Regions from separate parts of the Gossypium arboreum genome. Here region 2 is linked to region 1. A link is a contact called in public Hi-C data. All regions are on one chromosome and are shown on one strand. Each heading gives the region's core, a stretch centred on a gene start, on an enhancer-like site or on the middle of the called end of the contact. The rest is flanking DNA. Distances are from core to core; before and after follow the strand shown.

What was found. Hi-C and Micro-C count contacts between places; a contact is called where the count stands out from the background.
Region 2: a contact with region 1 is called in a Hi-C map of leaf, with 3 times the contacts expected there. The contact joins the promoter of LOC108458181 here to the promoter of LOC108467160 in region 1. A contact is called at or near these places in 2 of 5 Hi-C or Micro-C datasets (both in leaf).

The regions. Positions count from the first base shown.
Region 1 is chr2:66,155,714-66,161,200 of ASM2569848v2, reverse strand. LOC108467160 (mannosyl-oligosaccharide glucosidase GCS1) reads left to right here and starts at 2,667. Exons shown (of 21, transcript XM_017767704.2): 1 at 2,667-3,289; 2 at 3,450-3,523; 3 at 3,690-3,941; 4 at 4,512-4,680; 5 at 5,198-5,284; 6 at 5,400-5,468. The coding sequence starts at 2,987.
Region 2 is chr2:66,553,927-66,559,626 of ASM2569848v2, reverse strand. LOC108458181 (YTH domain-containing protein ECT2-like) reads left to right here and starts at 3,701. Exons shown (of 8, transcript XM_053024888.1): 1 at 3,701-4,063; 2 at 4,480-4,553; 3 at 4,703-4,832; 4 at 5,392-5,636. The coding sequence starts at 4,021.

The DNA.
Region 1 (5,487 bases), core at 1,418-3,917:
AGGTATGTTGCATAAGGTGACAAGAGTCATGGCTAGGAGTCTGCCAAAAGGTAAGTAGAATAAGGAGAAGGGTATAAAACCATAGCTCAACTATGGCAACCCATAGAGTCCGCTAGGAGACAAGCACGAAAAGCCCGTCAAGACCTCAAGTGAAGGGTATAGGCTAGTGCGTCAAGTATGGGAAACCACGTAGGTGGAAGAAGAGTTGAAAGAAAGTGTAAGTGGTGGCAAACGATTTTGAAGGAATCCTCCAAAAGTGATAAAAGAAATAAAGGTAGATGTGAAAGCGATTAGGCATGGACGAAGACCTGACAAGAATTAAAGAATGATAGATCGAATGGAAACTGGCCCAATTATAGAAATGTAAGAGGGGAAGCAGACTCATGTAGTCTTATGAGTGATGGCCTGTTTATCACATGGGACAGGTAAGGTCCTAGGTTAGCCTTGTACCTAAGGCAGATTACTGAAAGTGATCTTATTGTTGTACCAATAGGAAGGAACGAGAATGAGTTCATTAGAGTGGCAAGGTTTGTTGAAGGTCAAAATAATACGAAAATGTCAATGAGTTTTTTAGGATTATGGTTGCAAAGAGGGAGTCCGCTAAGGACTAATTTGACAAAAGGAAGTGCGCCAAGGAAAGGGATGACCTAAGGATCTTTAGGAAGGAATTCAAGATAGTTACCATAAAGGCCATCAAACACCTTATATGTGGGGTGTATGAAAGGAAGGAAAAACGAGAAGTATGGATAGGTTTAGCTGAAATGCGAGGTATCTAGTGTACAATCGAGTGGAGAGTTTGACCAGAAGAAAGTATTATAGTGAGCTGAGTAGCTCAAAGGAACTGGTGGAGCCTACCACTCTGATAAAAAACATCCACCTAGAGCTACTTGGGAGTTAATTTAAGTTTAAATTTATCTTACATTGTTTACCCTTGTGTAATAGGATTTATTTATGTGCGACCTAGTGAAGGAACTCACTAAATTCAATTGAACTTACAAGATTTTATCTAATATTCATAGGACTTGGAAGGATGATCGAGGATTTCGAGGAGAGGCCAAGCCAGATAGAGATGAGATCGATGATCGCAGGTAATTAGAGTCATGCACATAGGAAGAGGGTACCATTAGAGGCTTCATCTTAGAATCAATTATGTAATAGCCAGATAACATCCTCCAATTTTGGATTTTAGATAGCAAACAGTAGTTAATTGTTAAGAGTTTCTTTGTACCCAGATAGATGGATTTGAAACCAACTTTGAGGGACCCAACACTTAATGGCTCAAGGCCTTAGTTGTAAGAATTATTGTTTTTAATTTCATTATTAGAAACTTTTATTCTTAAGTTGTTTTATAGCAATTAAGTTAGCATAATTATGAATAGGTGAACCCGGTCCATTTGTGACGCACCATACTCGGATCCGACAAATGGGTCGGGCGTGAGGTGTTACATACTTATTAATTAAACTTTCTTTGGCATCCTTCAACCTTATCTTTTGTCAATTATATTCCTTATTTCATTTTATCGAGGAATCCATTATGCACGGTTTTTACTTTATGCTACTTTTATAACATAACAATTTTATGGGTGTTACACTCAACTAAAGCTTTTAACATTTTCCCTTCAATAAAAAAAAAAAACTCTCTAAATTTCAACCCCATTTTCATACTTGAACAATAGAAAACCCTACATTTAACCCTAATCATAATTCAACAATAATTATTTTCTTCATTTCATAGTCCACATTATAATACAAATAATCACAACTATTAACCATATGATTATCTCATTCCTTCTCCATTGTTTTCACTTTTTTCAACATCCTTAATAAAACAATTCTTGAATGAACTGTCAATGGTGGATCATACTAAGAAAAAAAACAACAACAAATTTAGTTTCCATTACCATAGTTCATACAACAAAAAAATCCCTACATGAGTTGTCATTTTATTGGGGAGTTGTTAATTTTGCTAGGTTTCCATAATAGTGCATTGGATTCAAAGTAGGCTACTCCATTCTTTCTTTTTTTATTGGGATAAATACCAAAATTATGTATGAATTATAATTTAATATGCAATAGTATACATGAATTTTGATTTTGTGTAATTTTATACATAAAATTTAATTTGATCCAATTCTTGTAAATTATTAACACAACTATTGATATAACATCATTTTATATTTATCTATTACATACATAAATGATTATATTTATCTAATATAAAAATATATTGATGTATTTATTTCTTTAAATATGTATGATTAAATCAAAATTAAAGTTTTAAGTATACATTTGAACTACAATTAAAGTTTCACGTGTATAATTACACCAAATTAAAATTTATGTATACAATTACACTTAAATCAAATCCATAAATAATTTTAAGATTTATTTATTCTTCCTCTTATCTTCTTCTCTTCATGGTTGGTGAATGTAAAAAAAAAAAAAATAGCTGAGTATAACACAAATTAGCTTAGGGTTTATATAGAAAACTATTCCTTTTCTTTTTCCAAAATAAATATTTAACTTCTTTTTATTGAAAATATTATTTTTTATTTCCCTAAATTTATGTGGCAATTCACGTGGAACCTATATGAAAAACTAACGTGCCACAGAAGACAACAGTTACCCACTAATAGATGATAACGGTTGGATGATCGTTTTGTTCAAACTCGAAATGTTAGTAGCAATTTTAAAAGTTTTGAAAATTCAGTGACAAAAACGTAATTTCAACCAAAGTTGAGGGGAAACCGGGATTATTTACTCAAAAAATAAAATCGTATTTAATTGGATCGTGTGACGTGCCAACATGTGATCTATGATACGGAATCATTACTCGTTAGTCGTCACAGGCGACGGGAGCCGTGATGGGCTGGGCCGAATCCTAAGCTGCCCGCCATTTTTGGCTGCGTTGCTCCATTCCTCCATCTATCAGTGCAAGAAACGCCTATTTCCCTAATCTCAAAAACTCTCCGACCCTAATCTGAGAATGACCGGAGGTGGTCGACGGAGCGCTCGAAGCAGAACCAAACCCTCCACCGATGTCAACGAAGACGATGATGCTTTCAATAAAGCTAAACCAATCTCCAAACTCCGCAGAGTTAAAACCAAAGATCACGGCACCGCACTTCGAATCCTCAACGCTGATCTTAAAATCATTTTAGGTTTCGGCATAATCGCCGCCTTAATTATATTCTTTTTAGTCCATCATCTCATTAGCACAGCTGAAGAAGTTCGTAGACCTAGAGTCGTCACTCCATTTCCAGCTCCCAGAATCATGGACTTACCTCAGGTACTCCAAATGTGAATTTCTATCCCTTTCTCACTTTTTTCCTTCAAATTTTTTTAAGACAAGTTTTTAAATCGCGAATATAAATGTAAGTATATTGGAGTATAGATTTTTTTATACGTATATGTACGTATTTGGTAATGGAGCACTCGATTTGTGACAGTTTCAAGGCGAGCATAAGGAGAGCTTATACTGGGGAACTTATCGTCCTCATGTTTATTTTGGGATTCGTGCAAGGTAATATCATATTTTTACATTCGTAGAGCTTGATATGTTTTTCCCTTTAGGTTTATAATTTTGAACAGAGGAGATAAAGTTCATGTGAATAATTGCATGGTAATTCCTTTTTGGCTAAAAAGTCATTGTAATTGGAGGTTGTTAATTAGCAAACTGTATCTGGCAGGACTCCTCTGTCACTAGTTGCTGGATTAATGTGGCTCGGTGTAAAGGATGGGAGGTATTTTATTCGTCACATTTGCCAAGATTCCGATGATCTGAGCACATATGGTTGGACAAGTCATAATGGACGGGATTTTGGACATCAAGTTCTGGTTGACCAGGATATGACTTTAGCAACAAGTTTCTTGAAATATAAGGAGGATGACAGTGGCTATGGAGGAGACTGGGCAGTTCGAATTAACGTACAAAATCAAGGGTATGTTGCTTGATCTGTTATTTTACTTGTGTTGTTGATTGGATATGTTTAACCTGGTGCTTTCTTGAAGATAGGTCAGAGGAAAATATTGAAGTTGATTTTATGACCGTCCGAGAAAAAAGATTGAATAACTGAAGAATACATTTGTAAATGTACAATTAATGCATATTTCAATTTTATGACTGTCTGTGGCTTAACATTTTTAGTGCCATGCATGTTTCAATTTTAGGTGTAGAATTCTTTGAGTCAATTAATGTATTGAGGTATTATATTTTCCTATATAGCTAGCCTGGCCCTTGGGGAATGATTTTTAAATTCATAATGCAGTAGTGTGAATGGAAAGCCTGATGAACTATAGCTATTAGAAATATTGCTTGCTCTCTACATTCCTGCATACACTCATAATTGCATGTTTATTTTCAAGCTAGAATAACAAGGTGTGTCTGAAAATATCTATAGAATGCATTTACTTGCATGTGGAGCAGAATGTTCAATTCTGAGTGTGTACTTGGCTCACTATTCAATTTCCCTATGGGATCAAGTTTATCATGTTCCATTTTACACCTCTAGGTGGAATGAGGAGATGCAGAAAAATGTGCACCTTTTTTTCTATTTGGCTGAGGAAGATGGAAATGCTCTAAGTTTAGGTGGAGATACCTTAGACATTCACGAGAATTCTCTCCTGGCATCAGGGTTACGAACAGGCATTGGAGAGTGGCAGCTACATCTAAAATCGAAGGTAAAGGGAAATTGAATGAGAATTAGAAATTACAATACTTATATTTGAATGAAAATTTGATACTGATGAGGAAAATTAGTTCATATAGTAGAAAGCTCTCTTGGCCTACTTGCCATTCACACTACCAAAGTAACTCAAATAATGTTCATTTATCTATTTATTGCTGGTTAGCATTTAGGAAAGAGACTGAAATTTGCCACTAATATTTACAGAATCACATGTGCACTTCTTAGTTATGTTACAATTTGAGCATCCTAGATTCAAACAGGAAAGTATCTAAATTATAATAGTCAACTAGCCTAACCTCTTGCTAAATCTTAGCATCAAATAGCTTATATGCTCCCATACTATTTCTTGCAAATTTCGGCCTAAACCTCTCACTAATTGCTTTTAAGGGTTCAATATTTGGATTTTGTTCAATAAAATAACAGGACTTAAATGTGTTTTTGTTTTTCTATAGTTTTATTTGGTAATTGATACTAATTTGGAGCTAACTTTTTTTGTTCTTAATTTGTAGGCTGATCTGGAAGTTCATTATTCTGGTTTAAGGACACCTCATATCCACAATTTGTCTGATCTTGTCCAAGAAAACCTTGCATCCCAAGTTTGTTGGATTTTCATATGCATCATATATTTTTTCAGTTGTTAGAGACTTAGATGAGTTTTTCTTTTCCCCCTTATAACTTCTCTTTACTCTTGTTTCTTTTGCCTTTTAACAGTTAATAAGATTTAATCGGCTTCAGCTACCTGATATCTACCAGAGTTCTTCTAACATTTTAGTTTTTCAGGTAATTTTATGTACACACA
Region 2 (5,700 bases), core at 2,452-4,951, 400 kb before region 1:
GTGTTTAATTGCCTATTTAGTCCTCCTTTAATTTTTACTAAAGCTATTTAATCACATTTCACAATTTTGCACTTAATTTAATTTAGTCCTTTTTACCCAATCGATTACCAAAACCTTAAAATTTCTTGACAAAACTTTAATACTAACTTACTAACACTGCATAAATATTTCTAAAAATATTTATGGCTCAGTTCATGAATTTGAAGTCTCGATACCTCGTTTTTATCTCTTTTAATCTACAAATTTCTTTTAATTCATAATTTAACAAATTCAAAATTATTTCTAAAACCACACTTAACTTTTACTTACTAATATCTAAACTCACATGTCGGATTTAGTGATCTCAAATTACTATTCCAATATCACTGAAATTTTGGGCCGTTACAAGTGTTATCTTGCATAGTATAGTAAAGAAACTCACTAAGTTCATTTGAACTTACAAAATCTAGCTATGTAGGACTCGTTGGATGAGTAAGGACCTTAAGGAGGGACCCAACCTGACCGAGATAGATCAAGGAGTAATCATTAGTTTGGTGTCATGCACATAGGAATGGGGTACCTTTAGATGCTTTGCTTAGGGGTCAAATATAATGTTAATTAAACAGTTCCCTTAGATTTTGAAATTAGAGATAGTAAGTTATATTTTAATTTAAGGCTTTTTTTGTAAGAATATTTATTAATGACTAACAAACTTTGCTATTTAAAATAGTTAAGTTGGAAATTTTTGGTTAGGACCAGTCTGGTTAAATTGTGACATTCCATACCTAGATTTAGCGATTGGGTTGGGTAAGGGGTTTACAGGTTTTTTCCTCATTTAAAAGGACCAACAAATAAGCCTAAGCTCAACCTTTCTAAGTTTAATTTTGTCAAATTATGGCTTGATTTTTTTAATATGAGGTTTGAACAATCCAAAATAATTTTGAATATAAAATATCATGATCAAATAGTATTTTCATCATAAAAGTCTCAAAAATTGATCAAATTACCCTTTTATGACAAAATTACAATTTTGTCCTTTTTATCCTTTTTCACGATTTCTTCTCAAAATATGATATGTAAACCAATTCAAGTTCACAATTCATAATAAAACTTTAATATAATTTCATGAGTGGTGAAATTTTCACTTTTTCTCTTTTCCTGGTAAAATAAAAAAATTACAATTTAGCCCTTACATTATTTATTTTTTTCAATTTAGTCTTGAAAGTGATTTTCGTCTCACCAACTCATGTATCTAATCTATTTCATATCCAATAATCCACAATGATTCATATTTTCCTCCCTTAGACAACTTTGCACATTAGTCCTCATACCTTTTAAAATTTGTGATTTGGTCCCTTTTGTCATATTTTCACCTTTACAACTCTTTTCACGTAATTCCTTTTCCATTATCATATTAATTTCATAAAAATTTTTATCCGATTCATTCCCTAAATTTTTCTCATAATCTTTTTCTTAATATTGAACTCGGAATTATGTCACGTGTCATATTGGAATTTATGGGGTGTTACATTTAGCGTTTTCGTACTCAAATCAATTTGAAAAGTTGCATTTTGAGCCACTCTAGTGCTCCAAAATACTTGCTTTATGTTTTCATTTATCTTAGCCCCCGGAAAATATGTTAAGTGATTTTGAAAACGTGTTTAAATCTTTGTAAATGTTGAAGTTGGTTTTATGAAAATTTATGATATGGGCAATTCTTGATTTTTGATAAAGTTCCCCTTTTGTTAAAGTGATTGTTTTGTCAATGTAATATAATTTATCGGTAACTATCATCAGGACAAGTAAGAAGTGTTACATTATTTTTTGCCATATCTTTGATTATTCTCGCAACCTTTGTAGGTGAATTACTTGATGGTGCCCTGATGGTGCCCTATTAGTTGCTACATCTAGATTACCTTTGATTGATTCTTTTAACCCAGTGTAGAAAGTCCAGATTTACAACCAATTTGGCACCTGATGGTGAGCACACTTCTTCTGCAAGTCCTTGAACCATTTATATTCCTTGTGTAATGTTGTCCAATCAGCTAGAAACTAAATACGTTATTATGCAATTTAGCTATCTTAAATGGAGGAAGAACTTAGCTAAGAAAATTTCCATCACTTGGTCCTAATTTGTAATAAACCCATATAATCAATACACAACTTTTCTAGTCAGGGAAGATGGATATTGTTTAACGGTTTTTTTAAGAAACATCATTTAACTTAAATATATTGCATAATTTAATTAACTTTTCCAAATGTTGATTGGAATCTTGATGAGAAAATCCAGAAGTATGCTTCAACCTTTTGGATAACCACTAGCTTGCTCTAAAAGTTGTTTACTTCCACCATCAAAAAGCAAATACTAGTTTGAGTGCTTTGACGTGAGATATAACATAATCTCTAGCAGACACCGAAGCAGTAGAAAGAGCTCATGCATTAGCATTAGCATTAGCATTCACATTGATGTCCCTTGTAATTAATTCCTCAAACTCAATGTCTAAATGAATGTTAAGTCTTCTAAGTCTTCATGAAACCTTCTCAGTCTCTAAATCTAGCAGGAATAATTCAAGATTTTGACTACTTGATCAAATATCACAAGTGCAAGTATACTATTGTAACAAGTAGTATGATATGATCGTTCCCACAAAGAGCTAATAATCACCAACTATTACTTTATATCCCATCAAAATAAATCGTTGATAGAATATTTTTAAAAACTAAATCTAGCAAATAAAATTAACAAAACAAATTAAAAGGAGTAGTTAATCAATATAAAAAAAAGTTAAAGATTACAATTTTATCCAATTTATAGCTAATTATTCTACTTCCACCTAATTTATTCTAACAAAGTTGAGTATTAAATTTTCTTTAACCCTTTTCGAGAAATTAAAATCTAACTTAATATAGTTACACAGGCATATTCCCATGCCAATAAATTAAATCAAATTGATTAAAATAAACTCTGACCTAAAATGTTTAGGTATATTTCTATTTCAATTACTATTAGATTAAAAGTTATTCATTGTTAACCTAAATCATAAAATCTTTTTCCAATATATTTTTGTCAAAAATAATAGTTGATTAGACTATTAACGATAAAATGTGGAATGAATAACTCCTCAAAACTGAGGAATGGACTAAACATGGAATTAGAAAAAAATTAATTGATGAAAAATTAAAAGCATCTCTAAATAGAAATCATGGAAAATAGAACATGAAAAATAAAAAAGAGATGAAGAAATTGAACCTTCTTACTAATTTAAATGTTTTTGGCTTTTAGATGAACAATTTTAATGTGAAAATATAAAATTACTCTTCTCATTTATATTGGGTATACAAATATAGAGGAATTTTAAATTACAAACATAATATATATTTGTAAAATTTATATTAAGTTTATAATTAAAATTTAAAATTTTAATATATATTAACAGATACACAATATATATTTAAATTTGAAAAAAATTATATACAGTTTTAAATCTAAAATATGAGTTATACATTCAAATAAAATTTTACTTCAAATTATTCAATAAAGGGTTGATGAGAATCCAAATTAAACTACAATAATTAATATTTAAAAACATATTTTGAGAGTATGATAAAAGTAATATAATAAAATCATTATATTATTTGAATAAATAGAAAACAAGGAATATGAAGGGAAAAAATTGGAGTAACGTAAAGTGACATAAGCGAAAAACTGCTATGGTAGGGGGGAGCAGGTGGACGAGTGGTGTCTTGCCAACTCTTCGGTACACGCAGATATTTCCTTCCTTCCCTTCCCTTCCCTCCCCCCCCCTCCCCTCTCCTTCATCACTCCCAATGCCCCCGCTTCTCTCTGCTTCTTAACACAACAGCTCTTCACCAAATTAACCCCCCAAAAAAAACAAAACAAAAATAAGCTTCCTTTCCAGAGCCCCTGCTCTCTCGAATCTCGATCTCCAACCCAAAATATTTCATCAAACCAAAACTTATCTTTCAATTCATTATTATTATTATTATTATTAAAACTTACATTTTGTTCGTCTGTAATTTATGCCAATGGCTCACCAAACTTCTGATCGAATGACCTCTACTGGTACGTCGCCGTTGAATCATAATTCCGTAAACCAACAAACAAAAATTGAAATATGAGATATGATTTATGTCTTCTTTTTTAGGCTGTAAATTTTCAATATAGCTCTTTGGTTTTTTTTGATGTGTTCTTGTTTGATTTTATGGAAGTATCGAATGAGAAATGTGGAATCTATTGCGAGATTGTTTTGCTGGTTTCTTTTATTTATTTAAAGGATATTATTGGAGATGATCGTAGACATAATTAGCGTTTGGCAACAAATAGTATCATCGCGTAACCATAATTGTTCGACAGTTATGATCTATTCTTATGTGTTTATGTTTTCAATGTTTGACGTACTTGTTTACTTACATGCTGCACATTATTGTTCAATATTTGTTGGTTAATCAAAGATTTTGACAATGGTTTTGGAATTCTAGACTCGGCAGAGGTTTTCAACGTTATGGTTCTGGATAGCAACATCCTTTCTAACCCGAACGCTTTGACTAATAAGGTATATTGTTGCTTGCATTGCTTCATTTTGTTGGTTGCCTTGATTAGATTGATATTGCCATTGTTTTAAACCGCTGCGCTCTGCTGACAACTGTTGTTTATAATTGATCATTACTTAGGATGTTGTTATTTGTTCATTTATTTGCACAGGATTTGATAGCTGTTGGTTCCTTGAGGGATGGTTCATCCCATCAGTCGGGATTCATGCCATCTGTTGTTGAGTCCACGACAACCTATTTGCCGAATGCCTATTCTCCTGAGGCACAGTTCCATCAAGAAGGTTAGTTCCTCTGCATTTGTCATATAAAACTTTATCTTGTTTCTGTTAACCTAGTTTCTGATTTCATGTATGTTAAAATATATGTAGAAATCTAGATTAATGGTGTATCAGTATAAGGTTTACAACTTGGATATTTCTTAGGGAACTGATATTCATTCTTGTGCTGATTGGAAGGGTAACTTATTTTGCTGTAAGCAATTCATCTTGTAAATATTTTTTTCCACTTTCTGGTCAAAGTGAAATTAAAAAGATTCAATATTTGACTTCTAATCTATTTGATGTGGGGAACATAGCGGTGGTATTTGAAGATAGAATCTACAAACCTTATGGCAGAAGAACTTCTTTGTATGATTACATTGTGGTTCCTTCGTAGTATCAATAACTGATCTTTGATTTACAGAATTTTTTCATGTTGGCTTATGATTGAATTAGAAGTTTTATCAAATTGTCTCCAAGTCTATACTGGACTTATGTTAATAGTTGCATATCATTTTTAATGTTTGAGGTTGATGTTTTTCCTGTTAGTATTAAGAAACAATAATTTTTTTTCCTTTTTTAGATTCCACTGAAGGTGATTCTAAATTGGATGTGAGGCATGACATGCAATTTTATGGGCTACGGTTGCTTAGGCAGCTAGTTAGCACGGTTGTGGCTGGCAGAATAAGCTTTTTGTATGGCACATTATGCTCTTTCTTACTTTGCTCATTACTCATGAAGTTTTCTCTATGCTTTTGGAATGCAGCTCATAAACAGAGTTCATTGCTTCCATATGTTAATGCTGAGGGTTTGGACAATGGTTTTCATGTGTGTAAACCTACTATCTTTTCCAATCATTTATGATAATTACTATTTGTTTCATTTACTATTA